Regions from separate parts of the Sus scrofa genome. Here all the other regions are linked to region 1. A link is a contact called in public Hi-C, HiChIP or PLAC-seq and promoter capture Hi-C data. All regions are on one chromosome and are shown on one strand. Each heading gives the region's core, a stretch centred on a gene start, on an enhancer-like site or on the middle of the called end of the contact. The rest is flanking DNA. Distances are from core to core; before and after follow the strand shown.

The links. Promoter capture Hi-C pulls out the DNA fragments that hold promoters and counts their contacts. A called contact is a pair of places that touch in the nucleus more often than the background predicts. HiChIP or PLAC-seq counts read pairs in DNA pulled down with a chosen protein or histone mark.
Region 2: a promoter capture Hi-C map of liver shows a contact between it and region 1, with 5 times the contacts expected there. The contact joins the promoter of UBE2D2 here to the promoter of HSPA9 in region 1. A contact is called at or near these places in 1 of 5 promoter capture datasets (liver), 1 of 47 Hi-C or Micro-C datasets (liver) and 1 of 2 datasets of contacts at active chromatin or transcription factors (skeletal muscle).
Region 3: a contact with region 1 is called in an H3K27ac HiChIP or PLAC-seq map of alveolar macrophages. The contact joins the promoter of SPATA24 here to the promoter of HSPA9 in region 1. A contact is called at or near these places in 1 of 5 promoter capture datasets (liver), 2 of 47 Hi-C or Micro-C datasets (embryonic fibroblasts and heart right ventricle) and 2 of 2 datasets of contacts at active chromatin or transcription factors (alveolar macrophages and skeletal muscle).
Region 4: a contact with region 1 is called in a Hi-C map of heart right ventricle, with 3 times the contacts expected there. The contact joins the promoter of PAIP2 here to the promoter of HSPA9 in region 1. A contact is called at or near these places in 2 of 5 promoter capture datasets (fetal liver and fetal skeletal muscle) and 1 of 47 Hi-C or Micro-C datasets (heart right ventricle).
Region 5: a contact with region 1 is called in a promoter capture Hi-C map of liver, with 8 times the contacts expected there. The contact joins the promoter of MATR3 here to the promoter of HSPA9 in region 1. A contact is called at or near these places in 5 of 5 promoter capture datasets (fetal liver, fetal skeletal muscle, liver and 1 more), 3 of 47 Hi-C or Micro-C datasets (heart right ventricle, liver and mesenchymal stem cells) and 1 of 2 datasets of contacts at active chromatin or transcription factors (alveolar macrophages).
Region 6: a contact with region 1 is called in a promoter capture Hi-C map of liver, with 3 times the contacts expected there. The contact joins the promoter of SIL1 here to the promoter of HSPA9 in region 1. A contact is called at or near these places in 3 of 5 promoter capture datasets (fetal liver, fetal skeletal muscle and liver) and 2 of 47 Hi-C or Micro-C datasets (embryonic fibroblasts and heart right ventricle).

Annotation. Positions count from the first base shown.
Region 1 is chr2:140,530,867-140,533,489 of Sscrofa11.1, reverse strand. It overlaps HSPA9 (stress-70 protein, mitochondrial), which reads left to right and starts at 1,326. Exons shown (of 17, transcript XM_005661695.3): 1 at 1,326-1,826. The coding sequence starts at 1,746. LOC110259501 (a long non-coding RNA gene) reads right to left here and starts at 1,319. Exons shown (of 3, transcript XR_002341934.1): 1 at 1,197-1,319.
Region 2 is chr2:141,396,624-141,399,246 of Sscrofa11.1, reverse strand. It overlaps UBE2D2 (ubiquitin-conjugating enzyme E2 D2), which reads right to left and starts at 1,310. Exons shown (of 7, transcript XM_005661722.3): 1 at 851-1,310.
Region 3 is chr2:141,291,860-141,294,482 of Sscrofa11.1, reverse strand. It overlaps SPATA24 (spermatogenesis associated 24), which reads left to right and starts at 1,289. Exons shown (of 6, transcript NM_001177922.1): 1 at 1,289-1,432. The coding sequence starts at 1,316.
Region 4 is chr2:141,236,104-141,238,726 of Sscrofa11.1, reverse strand. PAIP2 (polyadenylate-binding protein-interacting protein 2) reads right to left here and starts at 1,310. Exons shown (of 4, transcript XM_003123980.4): 1 at 1,161-1,310.
Region 5 is chr2:141,178,204-141,180,826 of Sscrofa11.1, reverse strand. MATR3 (matrin-3) reads right to left here and starts at 1,312. Exons shown (of 17, transcript XM_021084863.1): 1 at 1,202-1,312.
Region 6 is chr2:141,116,891-141,119,513 of Sscrofa11.1, reverse strand. It overlaps SIL1 (nucleotide exchange factor SIL1), which reads left to right and starts at 1,313. Exons shown (of 10, transcript XM_021084842.1): 1 at 1,313-1,539.

The DNA of each region.
Region 1 (2,623 bases), core at 77-2,576:
TCCAGCATTGCCATGAGCTGTGGTGTGGGTCGCAGACGCACCTCGGAGCCTACCTGTGGCCATGGTGCAGGCCGGCAGCTACAGCTCAGATCTGACCCCTAGCCTGGGAACTTCCATATGCCACAAGTGCAGCCCTTAAAAAAGAAAAAAAAAAAAATTGAAAATTATCACAGTAGATTGGTCATTGACATCTTGTTACAGGACCACACCTTCTTTCAGGAGCAACATAGTTTAGATATTGGCTTGAGGAGCTGTTACTGGACACAAGTTCATGTCTCTGAGGCACAGTGAGTCCAAAACAAACCAAAAGGTCAGAGCCGCTTCAGTGACAAGACCAGATCCTTAATTGCTAGGCCACCAGAGAACTCCGGGGCAGAAGTTTTTAATAGGCAAAATTTACAGTGCTTTTAGAATCTTCTGCTCAGCCTGAAGTTAACATCCTCCACCTGGAGTGTAGCGGGGAGGGGGCTTAGTTCCTAAAGAATTCAAGGATACTTTTACACAGGTAATTTGGGAAAGCAGGAACCTGCCCTAAGGCTGCACTACTGTTTCTCTCTCTGCCCCATCTACGTGCCTGGGCTTGAACCCTAGCCACAGCAGTGACAACCCCTAGCCCTAAACCTCTAGGCCACCAGGAAATACCCAATTGTTTGACTGCTCCTCCCATGTTTCTGCATCCCCTCCCTTCCCTGATTATCAACAGTGGCTTAAATTTGCCCTTTGGAACCCAGGAGACTGAATGAAGCCTATTTCCTACAAACAAGAAAGAGTTTTCTGCCCATGAGGGCCCTGCTCCATTTCAGCGCCTCAGCGGTGCCCAGCAAAGCCGGGTGGGTAAGACTCCGAGTTTAGGAATTTTTTCTCTCTCAGTGGTCTACACAATAATTCGGCTAATGCGTCCCAAACCTCTGTGAATGAAAGAATGATTTAGTAGTTCAAAACCCATGGTCCCTGCGGTAAAACACTGCAAGAATTTATCTAAGAACTCAATATGCAGGTGTATTTCAAGTTACTGGAATAATAACCGGCAGCCAAAAGATGGACAAAGAATAAAGTTGGGCAACAAAGGTTTTAAGCCCAAGGGTTACACTGAACGCCTGGGACAAAATGGCGCTGTCCCTGAGGCGAAAAACGTCAACTCGAGCGGGGCGTTTGTACTGGCCAGCTTCCCGGTGCAACGCTACCGCCAAACTCACGTGAGCTGGAGCATCCTATGAATGCTGAAGTCAGACTCCACCCCCGTTTTCCGCCACTCCCTCCGCACATGCGCTCCAGGCCCTTAGAGGGCAGCCAGTTGCGCAGGCGCAACAGACCCCTCCTCTCACGCAACTGACGCAAGGAGACTGTAATCTGTTCCTAATCTATCCCGTGTGACCTTGAGTCTTTCCTGCCACCGAGGACCGGGGTTGTCCAACGATCTGCCTTTTCCTTCTCTTAGCCTCCTTGTCTCTCGCTGATCCCAGATCTACCGCAGCCGGCACGGAAGGACACAGCTTCCCTAACTATCATGCTACGAAGCGTTTTAGCCATAGGCCCTGATTCCGGAAGCGGCGTTCAGGTATTCTCCGATCAGGCAGCGCAGGAGACGCCTCAGCGGAAGAGCGGGCTTTCGGGGGGCAGTGATCAACCCCCGCCCCCCACCCCACGTGGTTGGAGGTTTCCAGAAGCGCTGCACCCCCGCGCCGCGCAGCTCTCATCCTTCCGAGCGCGTAGTTTGCAGTTTGTTCTTCCTACCATTTAGCAGCATGATAAGTGCCAGCCGAGCCGCAACAGCCCGTCTTGTTGGTGCTGCAGCCTCCCGGGGCCCCACTGCCGCTCGCCACCAGGTATGGAACTGCCGGGCCTTCCCCGTCGGGCTCACGGCCTGGGGACTCAGTGAGGCATGGCGCGGCCTCCGGGGTCAGAATCCTCCGGGAAAGATGAGGAGAGACTACAAATAACGGGCCTTTTTCGGTAGTCAGGGCTGCGCGTTCAAAGCTTATTTCAGGATTTTGCCTTCCTGTCTCAGGTCCTGCTGAGTCACACCTCTTTTTTTTTTTTTAATTCCACGGAATAAAGAATTGTGGCCTTTTTAACTTTTGAGATGGATTAGACAGTTTTGGTGTTGAGGTTGAGGGACGTAGTTTATTGGGACGGAATCGTTATTTTGGCTTTGGTTTCCATCTATAAGTAGAAAGATAATTGTTCTCTGTAAGATACAGACCGTTCAAGGACTTCTCTCCTATGACGTAACGAAGAAAGAAAAAGTCCTTAAGCGGTAAATTAAAAATCAGTCTCATTTATTTTTGCTTAGAGACATTTGGTTAGTTAATTTCTCAGAACCCTTACCGTAGGACTGTTTTCCATTATTTCGGAAGAAAAGCTCAAATCAGGATAAGGCTATGGAGTGATTGTTTATTATCGTGTAAGACCAAAAATAGACGTTTTAGTGGAACAAGAATTGTCTGTTTTCACTTAGGTTGGGTAAAGGTGGTCCTGATTTGGGGCCTGGCAGATTTTTTTTTTCCCCTTAAACTGAGGGCAAGATTATTAATTCACGTTGCCTTAAACTAGTTGCTTGGAACTCAGGGGAAATGTCGGAGTAAGTTAAATACATATCTGCAACACACACTTAAGTGAGACT
Region 2 (2,623 bases), core at 61-2,560, 870 kb before region 1:
GCTCTCCCCGAACATATCACCTAATTTAAGCGTTAAAAACCACCTTGCGAAGAGACTATAACAGCAACCTTTGTGTCATTTTCTCCAGCGGTTTCCAACGTTCAGGTTTCTACCTCTTCTCTTCACAATTTAACAGCTTTCCTGTTAAATCCATTCCAGCCGACGGAAGTGGTAGTTTCTACATTTACATTTGGTAACCTCAAGGAATTAAAAACGCTTCTCCCTCGACTTCCCTCCTCCTTCATAAAAATCACGTTACTTTCCTTCTGAACTTCCTACTCTAAGTGTCTGGACGAGCAGAGTGGACGTGAAGAGTGCGGCCGCTAAAAGGCAAGTGAACTCAAAAAATACTTGTGGATCGGACAAAAAGGCTTCCTCAGTCCGCCTGAGACACGGGCTCCAAGCTCAGGCGGTTCTGCGGAGGTGGGGGTACGAGGTGCCGGGCAGGGAAGGGGCATGGAGCCCTTTCGACCTCCGTCGACGGGGCCGCCCAACGCCCCAGTCCCAGCACCCGCTCTCGGCACAGCCGGACAATGGCCCTCTAGCACAGCAGTCCCAGGCCGGGAAGAGGCCCTGGGACTCCACAGCACGCGAGGCCTAGAAAGAAGGCCAGGAAGGAACGCTGAGCCGGCGAGCATACCTCCGGCCTAAGCGTGGTCAGCGCGCCGGGGCCTCCGCCGGCGCCATCACTGGGAGTGGGGTAGGAAGGCCGCCCGGCAGGGCCATCGCCGGCAGCCGGGTCCGAAGAGGCCGCGAGCCCAGCGGAGACGACGGCGGGAAGTGCAGGCCGCAGCCTGCTCAGCTGGCAGGCCCAGCGGCCCGAACCCACAGCCGACCTCTGGCCGCTTACCTTGTGGATTCTCTTCAGAGCCATCGTGGGAGGCGGGTGGCGGCGGCCCCCGGGGTGGGGACGGGGGCAGGGGAGGGACGGGGAAGGGGCGAGGGGTGCGAGGCCGCCTCGGTGACCGCGGGCCGGCCGGAGAAGATGGGGAGCTCCGAAGCGCGGGTCCGGCGGGACAGACTTAGGGCCGGGGCCCACTCGGCTCCTGAGCCTGCCGCAGCGGTCACCGCATCACCCGGCGGCGGCCCCTTTATGCGCTGCCGCCCGAGCCGCCGCCGCCGCCGCCGCCGCCACCACCACCGCCGCCGCCGCCGCCGTAGCTGCCTCTGCCTCCCAGGCTCAGCGCCGCCTCCTCAGCAGCCGCGGATCCCTCCGCCGGGAAGCAAGAGCCCAGCCTCGGGCTCGGCCGGCGCCTCCCGGTCGGACAGCCAGAGGGACTGCCTGCCGCAGGTGGACCGAGGGACGCGCGGGCGGGTGGCGCCGCCGGGGTGGGGCCGCAGGAGTGCGGGGTGGGCCCAGGCCGAGGGGCAGGTCGGGAGAGCGGGGATTGGCGGGCCTGGGAAGGGAGGGCCGGGCCGCGCCGGCGGCGGAGGGATACGGGCCGCCCCTCTGAGTGTCTTACGTGCTGCCGCCGCCGCCGCCGCCACGGCCGCCGAGAGGATGACGCCGCGACGCCGGGAGAAGATCTCGCGAGATTTGTGCCGGGGTCGTGGAGGCTCGTTCGACGGCCGAGGCTCGTAGCCCGCGACCCTGAGTCCTTTGCCTCTGGTTCCCTCTTAGATATGTTATCTGAGATCAATAAGCTTTTTAAAGGCGAATGTATTCTAGGTCTCCTGGCCGTCCACATAGCGGAGGCTGACCCAGGAAGAGCCTTTAGGTCCATTACAACTTTCCAGAAGGAGGAAAGGACTTGTCCAAGGTCACACAGCTCCACGGTGGCGAAGCTGGGAGTTCCCTGAAGCCAAGAGTCTCGTGAATTCTCTCTCTGGTAGCTGCGTGGTAACATCCTGGGCACCTGCAGGAGTGTGGTTCTTCAACCATGCCACAGGCAGCCCTGAGATGGTCTTTGTAAGGAAGACATGGGTGACAACTTGAATGTCTCTCAGCCACTGGCTTGTCAGCCCTAGGAGAGGTGCTCTGCTTGGTGAATTGTTATGGCAATATACCAGTTACCTCAGAAAAAAACTTGCACAGTGTGTGCTCCAGTAATTAAAAACCAACCTTGTTGTCAAGTGGGAGGGGAAATGGGGGAGGGATGGAGTGAGAGTTTGTGGTTAGCAGATGCAAACTATTACTTAGACGATGGATAAACAATAAGGTTCCGAGCTCCCATTGTGGCGCACCGGGTGAAGAACGCGACTGCAGCGGCTGGGGTTGCTGGGGAAGAGCCGTTCTATCCCCAGCCCAGCACGGTGAGTTAAAGGGTCCCGCCTCACCGCAGCTGCTGTTAGGTTGCGGCTACGGCTCACATTCAATCCTGGCCTGGGAACTTCCATATGCCCTGGATGTAGCCATTAAAAGAAAGTAAAGAAAATTAAAAAAGGCCCTTCTCTAAAGCACAGGGAACTATATGTAGTATCCTGTGATGCACCCAAGCGGTAAAGAATATGAAAAAGAATGTACATACGTGTAACTGAATCACTGTCGTACAGCAGAAATTAACATGTTATAAATCAACTATACTCAAAAAACAAAAACCTGGTGTTTAGAACACCATCAGAAGCAAACTTAGAAAAACTATTCTGGGGATGTTTTTAGGAGGGATGGAAACGGAAAGCAAGT
Region 3 (2,623 bases), core at 40-2,539, 760 kb before region 1:
TTATGAAAATCACATGAAATACTAGTAATAAGGCATAATGGGAGTTCCCCTCGTGGCTCAGTGGTAACAAACCAGACTAGTATCCATGAGGACATGGGTTTGATCCCTGGCCTCACTCCGTGGGTTAAGGATCCGGCGTTGCCATGAGCTGTGGTGTAGGTCACAGACGTGGTTCAGATCTGTTGCTGTAGCTGTGGTGTAGGCTGGCAGTGGTAGCTCCAATTCGACCCCTATCCTGGGAACCTCCATATGCCACAGGTGTGGCCCTAAAAAGCCGAAAAGAAAAGAAAAAGAAAAAGGGCATAATGATGTCACGAAGAGTCAATACTTAATAAATATTAGCTCTGGTTTACCCCAAGCATAATCTTATTTGTCTTTCAAAAAAAGCCCTCAGTAGGCATTGGCGGAGATGTGTGATCATCTTATCCTTCCCTGCTTCCATTTGACAAGTCTCCTGCTCGCCCACTTCAGTTCTCATCTCTTCAGGCTCTCCAGGGCCCTCCCCAGTGCCTTGACATGGCCACACATGGCCCCAGTGTGGCTGCCCGGAGCCTAGTACTGGAGTATGAGGAATCTTTTTTTTTCTTTTTAAAATGTATTTATGTATATATGTATGTATGTATATATGTATTATTTTCGGCCTTGCCAGCAGCACGCAGAAGTCCCCAGGGCCAGGGATGGAACCCATGCCACAACAGTGACAACAGTGGGTTCTTAACCTGCAGAGCCACCAGGGAACTCCAAGGAGCCTTATTCTAGGTAAAGCCACTCTCCTTTTCCATTCTTGAGCTCCACTTCTTTGCCTGGACTCAGGTCCACTAAGTGCTAAGTGTATTCCCAGGAGGAAGAGGGATCACAGGAAGCCGGAGGCTCCTACAATAAGGGGAATTAGCGATTAGAGTGGGATGATGAGACGTATGAAGCTAAAGATGCAGCGGTTGCCTTAGCTGACTCTTGCTTCGCGGACTTGCAGTTTAATGGGCCCAGGGGAAAGGCCAAGGGGCTGGTATCTGCTCCTCAGCCCTTACAGTAAGTATAGGTCGGGCCTGCCTGCTCCTCAGGCCTGTGTGAGAAACACCGTATAATACATGTTCAAATCCTCTATAAACTTCGATTACGAATGGTGTTAGTTCTCTGCCCCATGTGCCGCCTCTTAGTGAACGGCTCCTTTAAGAGGCGAGCCCTACCGCTGCTAACAAAGGAAGTCCCCGCCCCCGGTTGCCAAGGTGCTCTGTGGCGTCGCATTCTCATTGGTGGGCGACGGACGTGAGGCTGCCCGCGGCAGCCATTTCCAACGAGCTGGCGGGGGCTAAAGATGGCGACGCCCCTCGGGTGGTCGCAGGGGGGGTCAGGATCGGTGTGTCTCGCCTTCGATCAACTGCGGGACGTGATTGAGTCTCAGGAGGAACTGATCCACCAGCTGAGAAACGTGGTACGCAGCCAGGAGAGCTGGGGGAGAGGCCAGACTGGACGCCTAAATGGTGGGGACGGGGCCAGACCCTGTTCTGACGCCAGGGGCGTGCCTAGAGCACCTGCTAGTGGCGTCATCAGAAGGAGGCGGGGCCCAGTTGTGTTCTGGCTGGTAGGGGTGGAGCCAGAAAGGGGTAGTGTCTCATGAATATTTACCAGGGAATTTTAGACCTAACCAAGTTCTAGGGAGTTCCCCTCATGACCCGGTGGTTAACAACCTGACTAGTATCCATGAGGACGCGGTTAGATCCCTGGCCTCGCTCAGTGGGTTTCGGATCTGGCTTGCCGTGAGCTGTTGTGTAGATCGCAGAGGGCTGGCTGGATCCCGTGTTGCTGTGGTTGTGTTGTAGGCTGACAGCTGCAGCTCTCATTCGACCCCTTGGCTGGGAACTTCCGTATGCTCATAAAAAGCCCCCCCCCAAAAAAAGTTCTCTATTCTCATTGCCTGGTTGTACAGGGCCTGGTAGATATGCCTGTCTATTCGCTGAGCTTCGGTTTCTCCATTTCTTTATTTTTTTTAATTTTAAAATTTTTTCTTAGGGCCACACCTGCAGCATATGAAGGTTCCCAGGCTAGGGGTCGAATCGGAGCTACAGCTGCCGGCCTACACCACAGCCACAGCAACCCCAGATCTGAGCTGTGTCTGCAACCTACACCACAGCTCACAGCAGCGCCAGATCCTTAACCCACTGATCAAGGCCAGGGATCAAAACCGTGTCCTCATGGATCCTAGTTGGGTTCCTTAACCACTGAGTCACGAGGGGAGCTCCCAGTTTCCCCATTTCTAATTGGAGGGGACTTCAATGACGTCTCAAGGCCCTTATGTGCAAAGAACCTATACATCCTTCCTATTAGGGAATCCCCTCCCCGTGCTGAGTGCAGTAAGCACAGAACTGGCTCTTCACATGTTGACTTACAGGCTTCCAACCCCATTATGTACCTTTGCTTTTGCCTTATCAATCAAACCCCAGTTCTTGGGTGCAAAGCTTTGGAGCCACAGATTACCTGGACAGGCATGGTAAAGTCCTGGCCAGCTAAAGTCCATGGTTTTTCTATTTTTGTTTTTTCTCGTGATAAGAAGGCAGAGTCAGAATAAAACTGACTTCACACCTGTTTCTTGCTCTGACAGTTGTATGCAGTTCTGGGCACTGAA
Region 4 (2,623 bases), core at 61-2,560, 710 kb before region 1:
TTTCAAAAGGCATTTAACGAAAATGCAAAACAACATCTGGTAAACTGCTCAAATGCAATTTGTGAAAAATCATGCCACCAGGTTAATAAGGTGAGATTAGCCAGCATATATGCAAGATGGGAATTTATCTTCTGTTGAAATAAATGTCAAAAGCTGTCAGCTTCTCCCACGGCATACTGGAAGCCAAATTCTTTCTAGAGTTTGCAGTTTCTGTGAGGTGTTGGAGTTGCAAAACCAGGGAAAACAAGACAACAAAAGGAAGCAGAAAAGGCCCTTTTTTTGGCAGTTACTAGAAAATACTACTGCCGGCTGCTTCAACAAATGTTTAAAAAAAAAAAAAAAGCTTCGCCACAAGCCGTATATTTTTTTGATAGTGGGAAAAAGCACTGGAGAAAATTAAGGAATCAAATCAAAGAATGTGAACTGGATGGGCGCTCAAAGTTCATCTGGCTCAAAACAGTTCTGGAGTAGGAGTTCCCAGGACGCCAAAGGCCTTCCCATCCCAAGCACAGAATACAAGGTAACTAAAAATAAGGGGAAGAGGAAGGCGAAGAAACCGGAGAAAAGCGATCATCGGAAAGGTACAAGCCCGTGGACGGTTACAGAATGCTCCCCTAGGACGCTCGCCAGCCCGCCACTCCCTCCGCCCCTTTCTCTTCCCCCACCCAAGCTTCGGGAGGAGCGCGCAGGCGCAGCTAGTACGGGCTGCGCGTGGCGACGCGCAGGCGTAAAGTGGGGAGAAACAATGAGCTTTGTTGCCGAGGCGGCCGTGGGGGGCAGGGGGGAAAGGAGACGGGGGGCGGGGTGGTGGTGGTGAAGGAACTGGGGCGGGGGGGGAAACGACGCGAGAAAGTGCTATCCCAGCAACCCTCGCGCGCCACCGAGGACCCGGATAGAGAGCTGCGAGATCCAAATCATAAATAATAATGACAATGAAAAAGAAAGCGACGGCCATTTCTCAGAGAAGAAAGAGACCAAGTCGGTCCAAGACCATCCCTCAGACTCGGCTGGAAGAGGCAAGGAACAACGGAGGCCATACAGGCTTGGGGGCCAACAACCCGAGGTACCCTGTAGGCCCCTCAGCCGTCGCCGAGGAGCCATCCCTCGACGGCTGGGGCCGCCGCGCCCTTCTTGCCGCTCTGCCCGAGGGAACCCCTCACCCAGTGCACGGCAGCGGGGACGGCAGCCAACGAATCCGGTCGGCCTCCGCGGATCTCCACAGGCAGCGCCGCTCCCCCGCTCGACGCGCGCTTCGCCCGCCGCCTCCCTTCTCCAGTCCAAACAAACACCCCAGCCCGGAAGTGACTTCACTTCCGCCGCCGCAGGCCCCGCCTCTCGTTCTGTCCGCACTGCTCCCCGAGGCCACCAGGGAGCGCGCAAGAGAACCGGCGACCCCAAAGTTCTGGTCTCCCAGGCTGCACACGTGTGCATGCGCAACGGCCTTTCCTGCGTACCCTGGCGGCCGCGGGGAACACTGGAAACCCTGTCTGTCCTCTCAGGAAAACCGGAGTGGGGCTGGGCCAGTGTCCCCACACCCGCCCATCCTTCAAGAATAAAAGGAAACCGCGAGTAGGGGAGCCGAGTACTGAGTGCTGAAAGAGACAAGATATACAGACGACTACTACAGATGGCAATGGTTACTTCAACCACACTGACACTAGATGGGAACATCTAGACGAGGACAGCGCATTCACACATCCAGACACACACACACCAAACGTGATACACAGCGTCACACTACGAGTGATATATACCAAGTCGCATCCAGAGATCTTGACACCGAAACAATAAATGCAGAAATAATAGGGCAAATTCAGAGACATACTAAAATTCACAAGCACCTGCACTCACACACCTCAGGAACACACTTTTTGAAGGTAGATCTTAACACACAGGCGCAAATTATGAACATACGATTCCCAGGCTAAGGGAAGAAAAACCCTGTCCACTGGCGAAATAAAAGAGTGAAATCTCAGGGTCCAAGAATTTCCTCGTCCATCATCTTTGTTGCACTGCACCCCATACATTTCTCTAATCCACGCTTCCTACTTGCAAATCCCGATGTGCGTATTTTTTTTTCTTTCTTTTTTTTTTTTTTTTGGTCTTTTTGCCTTTTCTATGGCCGCTCCCGCGGCATATGGACATTCCCAGGCTAAGGGTCTAATCAGAGCTGTAGCCGCCAGCCTACGCCAGAGCCACAGCAACATGGGATCTGAGCCGCGTCTGCGACCTACACGACAGCTTAAGGCAATGCTGGATCCTTTAACCCACTGAGCAAGGCCAGGGACCAAACCCACAACCTCATGGTTCCTAATCGGATTGTTAACCACTGCGCCAGGACAGGAACTCCTCCCGATGTATATTTTTAGTGATGCTAATCAAGGTACAACATATACTATGTGTAAAAAAATTTCCTAATATGTATACAATATATTTGAAATGGGACACACAAAAAAATAGTAATTTCTTCCCCTGGGGAAATAAAACGAGGGACTGAGGTTTACCTTTTTAACTCTTACAAAACTTTAGTCTTTAAGAAACCACACATTTAATATTTGCTAAAACTAAAGGGGAAAAAAAGTTCCCTCCATAGAAGTCTTGAATCCAAGAGGGGTCCTCTTTA
Region 5 (2,623 bases), core at 63-2,562, 650 kb before region 1:
CACTCCAGGTTAGAGTCAGCCAAGTTCGTGAACTCTTGTGTGGCGTTCAAGACTCCTACCCTCAAAACCCCTTAACTTAGTGAGGCCTGAGCCCCAGAACAATCAGACAACAAAATAAATAGTTCTCTGGATCAGACCTATTTCATAGGTCATTTTCATTTGTATCTCACAGTAGTTCCACAGCAGCAAGTTAATAAGTATCAGGAAGCTTGGCTTTGTTGCTTAGCAGCCATGTGACAGTGGGCAAAAAACTCTCTGGACTTCAGTCTCCTTACTGATCGAATGGGGGTGTTGATAATAGTATATAGGGTGGTTGGGAGATTTAAATGGAATATAAACTAAGCCTATAGGAAAGCATCTCCTATAGACTCTGGGCAGTCAGTAACATTTGCTTTTACCGGCAGCTCCATCCCAGGCCAGGAGATGATAAATACTGGTAAGGAGAAGGGCAAGTTAATCCTGGGAAAGCCATGGGCAGTGAAAAATTGGAAAGGCTGGTTAAAACTAGATCGACAAGGGCCTCAATTACATGAACCATAAAAGCAACCTTTTAAAAAATAATTGGATGCAGTAATGGATGTGAAAGGAACTGGAGGCAGTTAGGTTGCCATTCCTGCCAACGATCCAAAGGACCGGTTTAAAACATTGACCAAAATGTTTGCAAAATTTTTAATAAACATTCCTACCCCCTCATCCTTATAATTTACCTTATTTATGTAAGGTGAGGTTATCTAAGACTATATTCCCAGCCATCCTCGAATTTCACTCCTAACCAGCTGCAAACAATTTAGAGAAAACGAAAAAGAGAGGAAGCTCCTCGTCCAAATCGAAAAACAAATCTAAAAATAGCCTGCCCCCTTTCCGGGCTCGGGTTGAAGGGTCTGACCGAGCTCCACCCGAGCACGTGTTCCTCACAAACCTTCCCAAGTCCCCCGGCCCTGGTGCTTCAGGAGCATCGAGACTGGCTCTACGGGAGTCCGAGACCGGCTCTAGCGGACTCTCCAGAGACCACAAGGATGGTAGGAAAGAGGGGGCGACTACGATCCCCCAGCGTCTCTTGAAGATACCCTCCAAATCTTGGGTCACGAGGGAACGAACCCCGGTTTGGTCGCGTGCCTCGGAAGAAGCCCCTCCACCGCAGCCTTTCGCCTTTGGCTAGTAAACCTCCAAGGTGAGCTGTCCCTACTTTGCCCTTACTCACCCTTGGTGTCGGGAGCTCGGCAGGGACACTCCGGCCCCGGCGGAGGCCGCAGGGGAAAGGGCAGCCGGGAGTCGGGAGAAGCCCCGCCCCGGGGCGGCTACGGGGCGGTTCTCGGTGGGCGGGGCTAAGAAAACCCGCCCAACAAGGGCGGGGTTAGGAAAATAGGGGGAGCTGTGGCAGAGGTGATCATACTTCCTAGGGGTTAGCACCCAGAAGAGAAAGGGTAGGTATCCAAACCATCGCTGTGTTGATGAGACACCCATCCCATCCATCCTTACGGATGGAAAGGGCCCTGGGTTTGAAGCTGCTAAAGAGAAAACCTGGCGTGTGGTAGTGAGGCGGTGCTTCCGGTCCGCCCCCACCGAGCTCGGCGGGTTCATCTCACACGTGTGGCGCCTTTCAGTTGCTGCAAGCTCAGCCCACGCTTTTTCCACCTCCCACACAGATCCTCCTTCGGGCTTTCTTCAGCAGTTCTGTCACCCGGCGAATGGATCGTCCACCCACACTGGTCACCTTGGTTTTGGGATCTTTCCAGGAGATTTATGTCCTTCACTCCTATAGCCTAACCTGCGGGACCACATCCTTAGCTGAGCTGCAACAGCCAAAGAAAACAGGCTCGCTCTTCCAAACTTCCTTTCACCGTGGCACACCCAGCCTAAGAGGCCACATCCTTGATCTGGACATATTGCTCACCAAGTTACCAGCATTTCTATTCGACACTAAACAACTAGTTCCCTTGCTGGTTGGAGTCAATATGATTCTGTCCTGCTGAACAGTTGGTGAAGCTGAAGAACAAGGGCTAGAGGAGCAAGACCCAGCAGCATTCCTAAATCCATTCCATAATTCTCCAAATTCCAAAGCCACTTCCCAGCCCCTCCCTAGCATCCTACTGGCTCTGCCCACATATTGCAGCTGACACATTTGTCAGACAAAACCCTGGGAGTTAACCAATGCCCTTGTCATCTGCCAACAATTTTTTTTAATTTTAAGATTTTTGTTTTTTCTATTATAGTTGATTTACAATGTTCTGTCAATTTCTGCTGCACAACGAAGTGACCCAGTCGTATATATATATTTTTTTTTCTCACATTATCCTCTGTCATGTTCCATCACAAGTGACTAGATATAGTTCCCTGTGCTATACAGCAGGATCTCATTGCTTATCCACTCCAAATGCAAATAGTTTGCATCTACTAACCCCAAACTCCCAGTCCATCCCACTCCCTCCCCCTCCCCCTTGGCCATCATCTTTTCTGTAGGTAGTTTTATTTGTGCCATATATTAGATTCCAGATATAAGTGATATCATACGGTATTTGTCTTTCTCTTTCTGACTTCACTCATTATGAGAGTCTATAGTTCCATTCATGTTGCTGCAAATGGCATTATTTTCTTCTTCTTCTTTTTTTTTTTTTTTCCTGTC
Region 6 (2,623 bases), core at 64-2,563, 590 kb before region 1:
CACTGGTCCACTGGGTGTTCCACGGGAAATGTGAACTGTTCCCTGTCCTTTCTCCCCAGTGGCAGAAGAATGTCTCTTGTAGGTCTTTTTAATAAACTGGCACTACCTACTGAACTGTTACCCAGGGGCTTGTTCTCCCTTCCCAGGCTACTAACCAAACTTCGTTCATGGTTGCAAAGCCAAGCTCCCACCTGCTTGAAGTAAACGCAATAAAAAAGGTAGATTAACTGCTGGAAGCTCACATAATACGTGGAAAGGGAAAGGAATACCAAACATAGGTTTTTTGTTTGCTCTTGTTTAAATTATCCTTTTTTCCACTTTTTTCTTTTCCTTTTTATGGCCTCACCTGCAGCATATGGAAGTTCCCAGGCTAGGGGTCAAACCCGAGCTGCAGCTGAGGCCTATGCCACAGTCATGGCAACATCAATCCCAGCGGTAGCTGAGGTCTATACTGCAGCTTGCAGCAATGCCAGATCCTTAACCACTGAGTAAGGCCAGGGATTGAACCTGCATCATCACAGACATGTCACTGTTGGGGTCCTTAATCCTCTGAGCCACAATGGGAACTCCCCCTTTTCTCCACTTCTGAAGGACCTGCAATCACTGGGTCTGGACTCTGACTGAGCACCCCATTTTTCCTGCCAGGTTAAGCGCCTAGGCAAGGGGAAGGTCTAACAGGATCAGAGAACAGGACTTTTGCAGGCACCCAAATCTGGCATAAATTCCCAGTTCTACCGCTTTTGGACTGTACAAACTTCACTTAAGTCCTTCAACTTATTGAATCTCAGCTTCCCCATCTATAAAAAGGGGATAACAGTTCTGATCTTAAAGCGTCATGAGAAGGAAATATAATGTATTTGCAACACCTGGCATGTATAAATAAGCTACTCAGTGCTTTGAGCTGAATTAGAGCTGCAGGTGACTTTTATTTTTAAAATAATTGGTCCTTGTCAATTCGCACAATACATAAGTATATAAAGTAGGTGACTTGCAGGTGGCCTATTCTGCATGAATTTTCTAAGGACTATTTATTGCTTGAGACTCAGCTTTATCCCAACTGAGTCATACCAGTTTGATCTATTTTTATTTCCTACCACCTCTGGTTTCTTTCTGATGATCTTTCCGCTAGAAAAAAGTTAAGCTGTTGGGAAATCAGAGATGAAACTTCAAAGTTCCACTCTGTTCTACCTTGGAAGCAAATCCAGGCCTGCGGGTACCTGTTTTAGATGTCTCTCACACCGGCGGAAGGATACTGGGCCGAATAAGTTTCAGGAGGTTTGCTCATGTAGACGCTAGGGGGCGGGACTTAACAAGCCGGAGAGGAGCCGGGCTCAGCACCTCGAGTGCCGGAAGAGGAGTGGGGCTGCCGCGGTTCTGGAAGAAGACAATTGGGCGAGGAAGCCAGTGACGTAATAGCCGGGCGCGCGCAAGTTCTGACCGTGGCCGCCGCGTCTGCGCACGGGGAGCTGGTTGCCGCTGCGGCCGCCTGGAATTGTGGGGTTTGTGTCTGCCCCTCGGCTGCCGGGCGGGGAGCCGCAGGTAGGGGCGGTGAGGGCCGCCCGGCCCTGGGCCGCGGCTGGGTGCCCAGCGCGCTGCCAGTGCTGTTCCGGGGCTCCCACCCCTCACACGTGGTGTCTCCCGAGCGGGAAGTACAAGTGGGCTCCGGCCTCCTCAGTAGTGGTGGCAGACCTGGCTTCTCAGCCCGAGGGCCGCTTTCCCTACCTCTCCCACTCAGAACGCCTGCAGTGATCCTGCTTCAAGGCCAGGAGAGGAAGCCGCGGGGGTCCGAACCTGACTGTGGGGTCCTCATCTCTTTTAGTTCCTTTCTTTGGGCCTCAGTTTCTGCATCTGTCCACCAGCTCCAGTGTTGCCATTCTGGTGTCTCTTTACCATATGGAATTGCGTCCTACCTCGCGTCGTATTTCCACTCTTGTCTTGAGTTTTCCTTTGCCTTGGTAGACGAAATACTTCCCTTTACCGTAGGGGTTACAGACTTTGGTGTGTTTCAAATCACCTAGGCGGTTGGGCCTATTCCTGGGTTTTACGCACAGGAGTTTTGTATAAACCGGGGTTGGCGCCTACACTCCGCCCCAGGGGGTTCCGATTCAGGTCCTCTTTCCTCGCCTTGAAATTATCTGCTTCAAAAGGCAAGCGAAAATCAGTTGAAATTTGTGCCCCAATTTAGGGGCTGTAGGTGGAAAAGACAAGGAGTCAGGAAATGCCCAACATGTGTGAGGTCATTGGGGCTTCCTTTGCACAATGGGAGCTAGAGGACTTTTGGCTGCCTTAAAAAATAATAAGTGTGACTCATGTAAGATTAGTTTTCTAATAAATATTTTAAAATACGTGGCCTCGATTTAAGTCCCTCTGGCTTTCTGGCCTAAAATAACTTCTCTGGAGGATTGAGGAGGTTGGATTAAACCTAGACTAGGTAGGCTTTAAAAGAAGGCGTCTTCCATGTTTTTTAGGAGAAGAAACTGATGTTTATAAAGACAGTGTTCGTTTTGACAATATGAAAGATGTGTTTTGTAGCTCGTGTCTTCTTAGCTGTCCCCACGCAAGTCTTTTCTGAGATTTTTTCAAATAGCCAGATTTGGAGATTGGATAGGATTTTGATGGGAGC